Linked DNA regions of Mus musculus: region 1 is linked to region 2. The links are chromatin contacts, called in public HiChIP or PLAC-seq maps. All regions are on one chromosome and are shown on one strand. The core of a region is the stretch at or near the end of the contact, and the rest is flanking DNA. Distances in the headings are between cores, read along the strand shown. Region 1 holds the start of Suclg1 (succinate-CoA ligase, GDP-forming, alpha subunit). Region 2 overlaps Dnah6 (dynein, axonemal, heavy chain 6).

Region 1 (6,674 bases), core at 1,885-4,384, 82 kb before region 2:
ACTTCCAAGAGCTTCCCTGAGTCTGCAAATAAGCCTGTGGAACTTGGCAAGGGCGGGAGAGAGGCAAGCAGCAGCTCCGAGCAGGGGAGACGCTTCCTCCACGGATCCCTGAGAGTCCAAAGGTCCTGCTCCTCATATGGAAGTCCAAGCTTCCCAAGGCGCGCACGTGAAAAGACACTGCACGCACCAGCAGACCTGGTTTCCGGGACTCCGTGGACACCACCTGGGAAATTTTCTGGCTTTGTTTCCTCATTTGCCAAACCAAACAGCAGAACTAACTGGATTGTAAGATCAACTTTCTGACATCAAAATATCCTAATTCTAAGATCAAAATAATACCTGCTCTTATTAATTATTCAGAAAGATGTGATTTATAGTACCTCCTGGTTGATAGTTTTAAAGACTCTAGCAAACTTTAGGTTTCTTTTCAAACTTCATTTTAATCTCAGTGATGCTTGTAAAGTTCTTACATATTCTCGTCAAAATCATCCTCATTTCCATATCCTCCCCACATCAACAAGATTGTCCCTTGCTCTCCTAAGCCATTAAATGTGTGTGAGGGGTCGAGGGCAGCTTAGCAGTCTCTTAGTTGCCCTTCAATAGAGCCCTGTAGCACCTAGGGCTGTTTGTCTTTTTATCTCTTTTAACTCAAATCAACACTGCAAAACTTGGGACCTCAACACATTATGTGCCATCAGCTAAAATTTAAGAACAGGGTGGAGGTGGGATTCCTATCATCTTATTTTAACCTAAAAGCCTAAATAATTTGTAACAAGAAAAAGGAGAAGAGGAAGAGGAGGAGGAAGAATAAGAGGAAAAGAAAGAGGAGGAAGATGAAGAGGAAGAAGAGAAGGAGGAGGAAGAGGAGGAAGAGGAGGAGGAAGAGGAGAAAGAAGAGGAGGAAGAGAAGGAGGAGAAAACAGTAGCAGCACTAACTTGTGAGACAACATGGCCACTGCAGTGGCTTGGAAATATTGCAGGTGTGAGAGAATTCCAAGGTCTGCCAACTAAGAGGTTTTTAAACATTAGTCACTTGTAACCTTAATACTAATACTACTAATACAAAAATATCCTAGTTTAGATCTTAGATCCCTCAGAGTTTTAACAGCATGCCTCCAGCAACAGAAAGCTAAATCTCTTCTAGGCCTTCAGTCTTGCAGTCTAGGATGAAAGACGTTCAGTTCTGTGGGGTGAGGGTTGCTAAGGATGAATTTAAGGAACCAAATCACCTAGACATTCCTCTTCTGGAAACACCTCTATTAACACAGCAGACCTTCTGGATGGAGGCTGGGTCTTGGACCAGAAAGACCTCAGCAGAGAGAGACATTGGTGCATAGGTGAGTGTTCCAGAAAACTAGCTAATGTGCACATCTGGTGTTCCACATCTTAACCCACAAACGATTCCAAATAAGCTGGCTTAGGCCATACCCAACACACAAGTGTTCAAACTCTACCAGCCACAGCACTTACTGGCACAACTAATGCCTTCCTTCCCTTCTATTTGGAGCACATTGAGGTATCCTTTTAATCAGTCAAGAAGGTGCTCCAGAAAACGTTCCCAAATACACTCAACTCTTTCACATTTGGCAAAGTTACCAAGTCGGACCTCTGTCCTCAAATGACCTGGCAATGAGGTACAGCTACTGGGTGCACACTTATCCTTGAACACTTTTAGGATACCCAAGAAAGAAACTAAGTCTCACCTACTATCTGATGCGAGAGGAAACAAGATGTCACAAAGAAAAGAGTGTTACATGAGTGTCTATTTCTGAGCAGTAAACTGACTCACTTATTCTACACAATGAAACCAAACCACTCATTACTTCTTAACATCTCCTAGATCTGGATAAACCTGACAACCAATCACTCATCACAGTTTTAATCGGCAATCATTTCTCCTGTTAGTGATAGGCAGGACAATGCTCTGCTTCACAAACCAAGCTATTACTTGAGAGATGTTTGTTTGTTTGTTTGTTTAGTAGGCTTTTGTTTGTTTCATTTCGTTTTGTTTTCAAGACAGGGTTTCTCTGTGTAACAGCTGTGGCTCTCTTGGGACTCATTTTGTAGACCAGGCTGGCCTCGAACTCACAAAGACCCGCATACCTGCCTCTGCCTCCCAAATGCAGGAATTAAATGTGTGGGCCACCACATCCATCGAGAAATCACTTTTTAAAAAAAGACTATTATACACATACGAATGATTGGCCAGACTTCAAAAACGACATGACCGGTTCCCAAGCTGTTTCCTATCGTACCTAACACAGAGACTTTGAACGCAGCACTACTTTTCAAGAGTCAGCATTGCAGGATAGCAACCCTGGGAGATTGGTTCTCAGAAACTGAGGTGTTCATTGGAGTCTCGTAAAGAGCGACACATCATTGGTCAGCTTCCAAGCTCCTACGGGGCCACGTTGACTCTGGGTGCAGAAACCACCTTTCCGTTGGCCCTACCACTTCAACAGAACGGTCAACTCCAAGTGCAGAATCTTTCGGGACAAATTACAACCTCTTCAACCCGGGGGCTCACACTCCCAGCAGAGTTCATCCTGGACCTCTTTAGCCTTGGCTCCAAGTAAGGGCCAGCCCAGAGGCCACCTCCACCTCACCCCCCCCCCCCCGCCTCCACACACACACACCCCGTCACCGAGGGAACTAGGATATTGTTGCCGTGTCTGCAGGGCGCCCTGCGAAGTGCATCGGCCGATCCACGACCCCATCGGACAAAGCCCCCTCCACCCCCGAGGTCTGCCACTGGCGTTTGGACCGGTGGCTCCCTCGCCCCTTCCGAGGGCCCGCCCGGAAGAGCCCGGACACCGCCGGGGCCAGAATCAGGAACCCGAGGTCTACGCAAGCATGGAGGACAGAGCCGGGCCGGCACGACTCACGGAGGAAGGTGCGCGACAACAGGCGGGCGGCGGCGAGGCCGCTGCTGCTGGAGACCATGGTTGCAGTGGCAGCCGCAGCAACTACTGTTGCGGTCATCCCCCAATGACACTCTCAGGACCCCGGGACCTTGGCATGGGCTCAGGCTCGCGCAGAAAGGTGTCTAGAGGAGTAGCCTGAATATCTTACGCTCCTCGGAGTCTCTTCTCAAACAGTGAACGTTACAAGTGGAAAAGAACAAGAAGGATGACGTTTGAAAAGCAAACAATAGCTCTGTTCTTTAGTAGATGTGGGCTTGGGTAACCATAAACATAACGGCAATGTGTGGGACAGCCCATGAGAGGCCCGGCCGGCGCGTGGTGTTGTGGGAAATGTATTTTTTTTCCGAGTAAGCAGCGTGCTGAAAGGGAAGGGGTTGGAAGCGATTTAAACTCCGGCGTGGGCGCCCAGGAAAAGCCGTGACAAACGCTGAGGGGAGGCGCCGGCAGCAATGCTATGTGCCAGACCGTGATCCTGCACTTTGTTTTTTTCTGACCTGTTACAGAGAAGATTGTACTCCTCTTGTCCTCCCTGTACGGTTCCGGAAATTATCCGCACTAGTGGCCGGCAAAAGAAAAAAGGAAAAGTGACCAAATACTTAAAATTAAAAAGCCCCTTAGCTGACAGTTTCCTGAAGCAGGAATCTCTTTATTAAACAAACTGGCGCACTGCCTTCGACTAATGCTAATTATTTACTAATGCTAATTATGCCTCTTTCTAAAATCCTAAGGACTACAACTCGAGATCAAATAGGATTTGTGCCCAATTGGAACAAATTATTCACTCCACTCTTTTAAAACCTTAGCAAGTCCTTGAGCCAAAGCACCACGTTTCTTGTCTAAAACCGCGTTCCTAAGATTCCTTATCAGTATAATCAATAAAGTTATTTTAGCTCAGTAAGGTCGTCATTATAATTCGCACCATTCTCATGTGTACTTGTCTTGTAGATCCTGCCCTTGTGGTAAAGTTAAATATCAGTGCTTTCCAAATAGGTCCAGTGTGAACATTTTTTTAAAGATTTATTTATTTACTTATTATGTACAGTGTTCTGTCTGCAGTATGTCTGTGAGCCAGAAGAGGGCACCAGATCTCATTACACTTGGTTGTGAGCCACCATGTGGTGGCTGGGAATTGAACTCATGGACCTCTGAAAGAACAACCAGTGTTCTTAACCTCTGAGCCATCTCTCCAGCCCGCGAACAATGGTTTTAAGGAGGAAATTTTTCACTGAATCTTTACTTAATAATTAAGCATTTTGTTTCATTTATTTAACAAAATGTGTAATACATAGTATATATAACATATAGTATAGATTGTAAATATGTGTGTGTGTACACTATATTGACAACATTATGCTGATTGGACCAAGTGAGTAGTGGATAGCAGCCAGTTTGAATTCATGGGTAACACGTAAATTCAACCAAAATTCAAGAACCTTCTAACTCAGTGAAATTCTTAGGAGTGCAGTGGTTTGGGGCATGCAGAGCTATCCTTCTATTGTAAAGTTATTGTGTCTGGCCCCTCCCACTGGAAAGAAGCACGGTGTTTACTGAGCCTGTTTGGATTTTGGATGCAGCACCCTCTTCACTTGGGTGTGTGACTCCAGTCCATAGTGACTCAGAAAGCTACTAACTTTAAGTGGGGCCTGGAGCAAGAGAACGCTCTTGAAGAAGTCCAGACTGTTGTGCAAGCAAGCACACTACCACTTGGCTCAGGTGATCCAGCAGACCCAATGGTACTTGAGATCTCAGTGACAGGCAGGGATGCTGTCTGGAGCCTTTGGCAGGCCCCTAGGTGAGTCACAGAAGAGACCTTTGGATTTTAGAGAAAGGCTTCATCATCATCTGTAGACAATTCTCCCTTTAAGAGGCAGCTGTTAGCCTGCTATTGGGACTTAGTTTGACAATGGGACACCAAGTTACTATATAACCTCAAGGTACTCTGTAAGCTGCTCATCATGCACTGGAAATTATCTGATCCACCAGTCATAAAGCAGGATGTGCACAGTAGCAATCTATTAATAAATGGAAGTGGTATATATGTGATCTGGCCCAACCAGGTCCTGAAGGCACAAGCAAATTACATGAAGAAGTTCTCCAAATGCCTATGGTTTCCACTCACATTACAATGCTGTCTGCTGCCACACACACACCTATAGCCTCAAGGTATATCCCCTATGATCAGCTGGCTGAGAAGAGAAGACTGGGGCCTGGTTCCCTGATGGTTCTGTACATTATGCAGGCATCACCCAGAAATAGACAGCTGCAGCATTACAAACTCTTTTGGGGACAACCCTGAAAGACACCAGTGAAGGGAAATCTTCACTGTGGACAGAGCTTCAATAGTATACATAGTATTACAATTTGTTTGGAAGTCTAAATGGTGACTTAGGGTTTTACTGCTGTGAACAGACACTTTGACCAAGGCAACTCTTACAAGGACATTTAATTGGGCTGACTTACAGGTTCAGAGGTTCAGTCCACTATCATCAGGGCAGGAGCATGGCAGCATCCAGGCAGGCATGGTGCAAGCGGAGCTGAGAGTTCTATATCTTTATCTGAAGGCTGCTCTGAGAAGAATCACTTCCAGGTAACTAGGACTAGGGTATTAAAGCCCACACCCACAGTGACACACCTACTCCAACAAAGCTACATTTCCTAATAGTGCCACTCCCTGGGCTAAGCATATATAATCCATCACACATGGCCAGATTGCACTATTGTTCACTGATTCGTGGGCTGTAGCCAGTGGGTTGGCTAGATGGTCAGAGACAAAGAAAGAAGATGATTGGAAAATTGGTGAGAAAGACATCTGGGGAAGAAGTATATTGATAAAAGGATGCAAAGATACTTGTATCCCACGTTAATGCTCACCAAAAGGTGACTTCATCTGAGAAGTTCAATCACCGAGAAGATAGGATGACCCATTCTGTGGACAGTCATCAACTTTCCCTAGCCTTTGCTGTACTATTACAATAGGTCCATGAACAAAGTAGTCATGATGGCAGGGATGGAGGTTAGGAACGGGCTCAACAACATGGGCTTCCACTCACCAAGGCTGACCTGGCTACAGCTGCTGCTTAGTGCCAGTGCCAGATCTGCCAATACCAGAGACTAATACCAAGCCCCAGATATAGTACCATTCCCCAGGGTGACCAACCTGCTACCTGGTGGCAGGTTGACTGCCTTTAACCACTTCTGTGGGAAGGATAACACTTTGTCCTTGTTGGACTAGCTACTCATTCTTGTTCTGGGTTTTCCTTTCCTGCATTTAATACTTCTGCTAAAACCACCATCCATAGATTTACAGAATGCTGTATCCACCATCATAGTATTCTATTGCTTCTGACCTAAGAATTCACTTTCCAGCCAGAGAAGTGCGACAGTGGGTCTAATGATTATGTAATTCGCTGGTCTTACCATGTTACCCACCATCCTGAAGCAGCTGGTCTGATAGAAAAATGAAATGAAGACACCTTTTGATGACACACTTAACAAGGCCAATTAGGTAGCAGCAGCCTGGAAGACTGGGGCAGGGTTCTCCAGAAGGCAGCACATGCTTTGAGTCAGGATCCAATATATGCTATGGTTTCTCCTATAGCCAGGATCCACAGGCCCAGGCATCAAAGAGTGGAAAGGGAATGGTTCCACTTGCTATCACCCCTAGTGACGCACTAGGAAAATGTATACTTCCTGTTCTGGAGAAGGTAAGTTCTGGTGGCCTAGACGTTTTTGATTCAGAGATGGGAGCAC
Region 2 (6,898 bases), core at 3,895-6,394:
CAGATCGTGAAAGCATGAGTAATTATCAAAAGAACAAAATGCCAGCATGTTAAATATCACAAAACCAAACACTGCAGCCTGGGGGTCACTAACCAGTCTTCTATGGAGTGTTTAAATAGAGTTCCTTTCATTCTTGGGCAAAGAACAATAATCTATAATTTACTCTACAAATAACACCATTTGCAATCAAGCCCCCCCACCACCACACATACCCTCCCACTGGTGGAGGTTAGAGAGAAAATGTGATGACCAATGATCATTTGGGAGAATTGGGGAGCCAGATGTTGGGAGGTCAGATTAACAAAGTCGTGGATTATTGGGATCATGGGCTCTGGCAGAACTGATGTGGGCTGGGGTACTATAGCAATAGGTACTAGCATGATGCTTAAGGAAACAGGAAGGACCATTAGCTAACAGCTGCCTAGGAAAACCAGGTTCAACCCAGCAATGACAAGGGCATCAATGCACACAAAAGCAGCTTCTGCCATGACAAGCCCATTGGTACTCTCTAATATAGGACACGTTGCCATTTTAATGAGAGGCCACAATAGGCAAGAAATGGATTACCTGGTCCCCAAATGGTGGCTATAATAGTTCTTAGACTTTGCCATTTTCTCAGATGCTGATGGACCTAGTGTTTCTATTGTTCCTGAACTATCCTATGCCCACTTTCTGGATATTTAACTCCCAAAATGTCAGCCAAATATTTGCATTAAGACATATGCCTTACCTTATATAGTCTTCATTTTCTCCCTTCCTTTTTGTGATTACACATATGCATGTTGTATCATATTATATATTTATGTGTTTTATATGTTTTAGACCATGTGTATATACTTTCACAGTTCCTGTTTCATAATTCCCATACTTTTGGTATTTCCCAAATTATTTAACATATAACCAGTCTTATTGTTCTATTGCTGTGAAAAGATACCATGACCAAGGCAACTCTTAAAAAAGAAAGCATTTAGTTGGGGCCTTAGTTACAATTTCAGAGTATTAGTCCATTCTCCTCATGGCAGGAAATATGGAAGCAGGCAGGCATGGGATGGGATGGGTGGTTACATCCTGATCCACAAGCAAGAGGGCAGAGAGAGACAGACATACTAAGCCTGGTGTGGGCTTTTGAAACCTGAAAGCCCCTCTCCCCCCATTTACATACCTCCTCCAACAAGGCCATACCTCCTAGTCCTTCTAATCCTTCTCAAACAGTTCACCGATCGGGGACTAAGCATGCAAATCTATGAGCCTGCGGGACTGCCCCTGTCTAAATCTCCACATGATGCAAACAGGAGGATGAGGGTCCTTGACCTTGCCCTTGATGCCTGAAGAAGCCTTGGAATACCTTTGAAGTGGTGACAAGTAATGGAGTCTTGTTACAATGCCTGGGTGTGGCAGGTAACCAGGTCCCCCTCTCCATCTCCCTTTTCTCTCCTAGGGAGGCCACAGAAACTATTGTTTCTCTTGGCCAACCGTGGCACATGAACTGAAAGTGCACTCTAATACTCCCCAACATTTCAATCTTAGAGATGACCATAAAGACATTTTCTGATAGTAGCTCATAAGGCACCCCCTTACACACACACACACACACACACACACACACACACACACACACACACACACACCTTTTAAAAGGGGTGTTGATGCAGCCTAAGAAAAAAGAATTCTGCACAGAGGTCAAGATAGTTCTAAACAAGCCATGCTGGGTTCAGCCCACTAGCACTAGATCTTACTGGTTTTGCCTGGTCATGCTTCAATGAAGTATTCTATATCCCAAGTATGTTCATGTAATTAATTCTAAATATAAAGCCCAAAGGCCTGGGTTTGCAAAGTCTCATGATAGTCAAACACCTGAAAAGTAAGTCCCAAGGGAGGTGCAAAGCCCCATCCCCTGTCCCCCACGCCTCGATCTGAGTCTCTCCATCTGGCCCCATCATCACAGTCTTTCTTAAGATGCTGAAGTACAACTGTCTTTCTACATTCCATGAACCACTCTGATAAATTAGAGGGCTCTAAAGAGGAGTCGTGGGAACCTCACTTAGTCATAAGCACAGGCAGAGCAATCTGGGGTTTGCAGTTGGGATAAAAAGAATAGCCTTGGGAGTGCGCCCTCAACCTGTGGCATCCAAGGTATCTCCAGATAGACAGCATCAGAGGTGAACTGAACTGGAGGATACTGCTGCTTCTGATCAGAGCTCGGAAGCCTGCCCACCCCTGGGTGCATCTACGTAGCTGCTTGGTCTGCTAGCAGGGGAACTCAGGCACACCTGGTGCCTAGTACACAGTGTGAGCAAATACTGAGAGGATCTGATTTTCCTTAGTGTCTCTCATAATTCAAAGTGTTTTCTGTTGCTTTATTTTGGAAAGGAAACTTTCTTTATATCACAGCCATCTCTTCTCTGCCCTGACACACTCAGATCCCCACAGCTTCTTTTATGTTCAAGTAGGAAATGAAGGAGACTGTACTAGGTTCTATTTTATGATGGTGTGTGTGGGGGGGGGGGTAGGATGGGCACACGTGAGCTAGGGCACATGTATATGAAAGTCAGGAGACATCTTACACACTAGCACCCGTCCTCTCTTCACTATGTGAATCCCAGGGACGAAACAAGTCATTCGGGTTGGCTGTGGGTGCCTTTGCCCACTGAGCAATCTTGCCAGCCCCTACATTCTGTTTTAAAACAGCACTGAGTTCCTATTTCCATGTCTCTACTTTTTCCTATGCTGATTTATAACATTAAAAGAAACAACCATTTTGTTTTTTTAACATAGTTTATAAGAGACAGAAAGAGAATGAGGGAAAATGCATTTTGGGGAACATGTCTATTGATCTACCTAATCTTCACGAACAATCAAGCTGCCTAACCAAAACCCACATTGACTTTATAGGACCCTCAGATCTTGGATATCAGTGCTGACCAGGAGAAAATAAAGACGATGCTGAGTGACCTGCAGTCCGTTCTGGATGACCTTCAGAAACGCGCCTTTCAGTACAAATCCTACCAGAAGAATTTCAAGGTAACTGCAGCTGATCACATCTGCTTCTCGAATGCATGCACAAATATGTATTTATGCATAAGTCCCCTCAACAAGGTGACCAGAGCCACTCAGCGGACAGTGGCTGGTCAATGTTCCACAAGCACACCAAGGGGGATTAGTACACAAGAGGGCTGGAGACATGGCAGGTGAAGTGCTCCATGCACAAGTGTAAGGGCGTGAGTCTGGATCTCCTGCTCCTGCATCTGTGTAAAAGCCAGATGGGGGTAGCAGCCTGCCTGTTACCCCATCAATTGGGAGTTGGAGACAGGGTATCCCTGAGGCAAGTTAGCTAGCTGGACTAGAAGAACTGGCAAGTTCTGGGTTCAATGCTTCAAAATATCAGACAGATAGCAATCAAGGAATGTCTGACATCAACCGTGGGTCTCTACATGCACATGAGCATGCAAACACATACACACACATTAGCATGTGTATTGCAAACACGTATGTATGCAAAAATAATAGTATCTGTGAGGCACAAAATATCCTCTTGTTTTGGGAAATTCTCAGCCACTCCCCCCCTCCCCGCAGTTTCTATGTTAAAATGTGTATGCGTTTCAAAATGTGGTTAATTAAAGCCCTCTAGCTTTTCTCAAGTAAAATTCAAGTGTCTTTAGCATCTGGATGAGTTTTGATTCCATGAGCTTTACCTAAATTGTCCTGTTATTACACACAAAAAAAGAGATGAGCCAGAAGATAAGATGAGTCCCAAAAGGTAGGTTCGAAATGCTAAGGGTGAAAAGAAAGAGGAGATCCAAGAGATGCCCATGCCTTAAACAGCATCAACAGAGAGCAACAAGGTAAATGAAAGGATGGTGCACTTGGTGGAGTGCACCTGTGCCTCACTTGGCGACACACCTGCACACTCCTGTCCTTAGGCAGGTCTGCTCCAGAGGCCAGAGCTTAGTAAAATAATCTGAAGAGTGATGTGCTCTGTGCCAGGCAATGAGACTTGTAAAACCTGAGTGAGGGAACAAAGCCCTTATGGAAGCACAGAAGGCCCTGGATAACTGAGCACAAACAACGATGCTGGGCACCACAGAGCTGCAGAGCCATGAGCACAAACCCAGAATGCTAGTTGCACAAAAGCTGACACGTAGGTCAGTGGAATAGTGCAAAGGAGCCAGAATTAAACCCACATAACCACAGCCACCTGGATTTTGGCAGAAACACCAAAAACATACATGGGGGCGGGGAGGGAAGCATCTTCAAAAAATGGTACTAAAAACACTGGGTATCTATATATTAAAAATGAAACAAGACCCCTATCTTTTACCCTGTACGAAATCAAGTTTTTAGAGATGGGTAAAAGACCTCAGTGTAAGGCCTAGAGCTGTCATGGGAAACACCTCAAGGTGTCAGCAGAGGCAAGGGCTTTCTGGAGAGGACTCTGCTAAAGAAGTAAAACCAAATGCTGACAAATGAGGCTGCATGAAATTAACACACTTCTGCACAGCAAAGGAAACGAAGTGAAGGAACAGCCTGTAGAATAGGAGAGACTGTACATTTGCAACTATATGTCTGACAGATTCACATCTAGAATTTATTGTGAACTCAAAGCACTAAATATACAAAAAATAAACAACTTAATGAGTGGGATAATGGAATGAAATGGGAGTTCTCAAATGAAGAAATACAAATGACCAATAGACGTAAGAAAAAAATACTCAACATCCCATTCATCAAGGAAGTGAATACTGCAAGTGCATTGCAATCCATCTCACCCTCTTCAGAATGATTGCTATTAATTATGATGCTGAGGCTGTGGGGGAAGGGAGCAGATATTCACTGCAGGTGCAAATGCAAATTAAGTGAACAGCTATGGAAACCAGCATGGGGGTTTCTCAAACACTAAGCCTGTGATGCATCTATGTCACTCCTGGGTACATATCTGAAGGACTCTAACTCAACACACCATAGAGATAGCTATACATCCATATGTAGTGCTGCACCACTCACAACAGTGAAGCTATAGAATCAGCCTAGATTCTCACCAACAGACACATGAGTAAAGAAAACGGGATGTGTATACACAATGGGGTTCTACGCAGCCATAAGGAAGAACAAAATTATGTCATATCCAGAAAAAAAGATGGAGATCATCACATGAAGTGAAGTAAGTCAAAACCACAAATACCATGGGTTTCCTCGAGTTTGTGGATTCCAGCTTCTATATAGATAGCATTTAAAAATCCGTGTATGTGACCAGAAGGGAGATGAAGAAAGATTATCAGGAAGGAAAAAGAGAGTACACTATAGGCAGTGTACCAGAGTAGAAATGCTCACGGAGCTTGAAAGAAATCACCATGAGTGTATGCCAGTTAAGAAAATAAGCAAAACCAGACTGGGAGATGATTGGAGATTGAGAGCTCATACTGCTCTTGCAGAGGACCCGAGTTTGGCTCCTAGTACCCAGATTGGGTGACTCACACCTGCCTGTAACTCCAGCCCCAGGAAATCTGACCTGTTTGGGCACCTGCACGCATGTGCACAAATCCACACGGAGATACACATAGTTAAAAACAAAACAAAATTTTAAAATTAGGAAAAAGAAAAAAAAGGTTAGGGATGGCTCAGCCAGGAAAGAGGCTGTTTGTTTGTTTGTTTGTTTGTTTGTTTTGCACAATCACAACGACTTGAGTTTTATCCTTAGATCTCATGATTTAAAGAATCCACATGTATAACACATGTTATAATCCATGTTATAATCCCAGAGCCAGTGGGGGCAAAGACACCTAGATCCCAGGACATTCTGGTCAGACAGTGTGGACTACTTGGTAAATTCCAGGCCAGTGAGAGGCTTTATATGAAAGCAATTAATCAGCTGGTTAGTTAGTTATAACCTGAAAAATAGTCTCCTCACTTGAACATGCTTGCATATGCACAAACATGAACATACACATAGGCACAGGCACACCAAAGAGGAAAGAGAAAAATCAAATTATGTCATATGTTGTGATGATTACCAATGATGAGCCAATCACAGAAGATCAAATAGTGTGTGAAATGCCTAAAGCACTCTCACCGACGTGGAAACTACCACCGTGATCACTATTGGCTGCGGAACTGAGGGTTGCTTGCTCAGAAAGTGTAATTTTTCATAAACATGGAATTGAAAAGCAGTGGAAGTCTGCTACTATGTTTTTAGCACAGCATAGTTAACAGTACTATATGCATAAAAATTTCCAGATCTCATGTTATGTGTTTTTACCATAATATTAGGGGGGATCTCTAAAGAAAAACAACGGGATGAGCAATGGCTCAGGGAGGACAAGTATGAGGACCTGAGTTCAGATTCCCCACACCCATGTGAAGCCACCGTAATCCCAGGATCCCTACAAGACAGGAGGCCAAGACAGGACAACCCCTGGGGGCTCCAGGGCAAGTAGCCTGGTGTGTGCCATGGCAATCAACAGATCCTTCTCAAACCAGATGGAAGGGAGGATCAGCACCGTACTCCGTCCTTTAATCTCTACACATGTCACAGTGTATGGCACATTCACTCAAATGCAAGCATGTGCTCATGCCTTCCTCATACCTATAGAGTGAACATGTACTGTACACACACACACACACACACACACACACACACAGAGCCTGAGATAGCAACAGCTTACTTTTTTCATATGTTGCATCTTATTCTCCCTTCATAGCTGCTTCTAACCTGAACTCCCTTCTGCAGCTGTCAATCATTTGAGAAAAGCCAAAGCATGGATGGCTTTGGTGGAATTAATGGGAGTCGAGGCTAACCACTCACTCCCCAACCCATCTGACTCTGGGCTTCTATTGCTGTGAAGAGACACCATGAGCACAGCAACTCTTATAAAGGAAAGCATTTCATTGGAGCTGGTTTACA

What was found. HiChIP or PLAC-seq counts read pairs in DNA pulled down with a chosen protein or histone mark.
Region 1: a contact with region 2 is called in an H3K4me3 HiChIP or PLAC-seq map of bone marrow-derived macrophages, with 2.9 times the contacts expected there. The contact joins the promoter of Suclg1 here to the enhancer-like site in region 2. A contact is called at or near these places in 3 of 39 promoter capture datasets (the HPC-7 cell line, hippocampal neurons and trophoblast stem cells), 2 of 15 datasets of contacts at CTCF or cohesin (CD8 T cells and the NIH/3T3 cell line), 13 of 484 Hi-C or Micro-C datasets (CD4 T cells, CD8 T cells, the HPC-5 cell line and 8 more), 5 of 115 datasets of contacts at active chromatin or transcription factors (bone marrow-derived macrophages, embryonic stem cells and extraembryonic endoderm stem cells) and 2 of 9 other capture datasets (embryonic stem cells and liver).

The regions. Positions count from the first base shown.
Region 1 is chr6:73,244,965-73,251,638 of GRCm38.p6, reverse strand. Suclg1 (succinate-CoA ligase, GDP-forming, alpha subunit) reads right to left here and starts at 3,134. Exons shown (of 9, transcript NM_019879.3): 1 at 2,886-3,134. The coding sequence starts at 2,982. It overlaps Gm38834 (a long non-coding RNA gene), which reads right to left and starts at 2,876. Exons shown (of 2, transcript XR_869182.3): 1 at 2,256-2,876.
Region 2 is chr6:73,164,952-73,171,849 of GRCm38.p6, reverse strand. It overlaps Dnah6 (dynein, axonemal, heavy chain 6), which reads left to right. Exons shown (of 77, transcript NM_001164669.1): 16 at 2,893-3,021. Among named protein-coding and RNA genes, the nearest start is that of Gm24533, 27 kb to the right of the region's middle. Within about 2 kb of position 5,144, at least 5 of the 459 cell types and tissues checked have an H3K27ac peak or open chromatin away from gene starts, as enhancers often do. A contact at or near this core is called in bone marrow-derived macrophages, where this site is marked.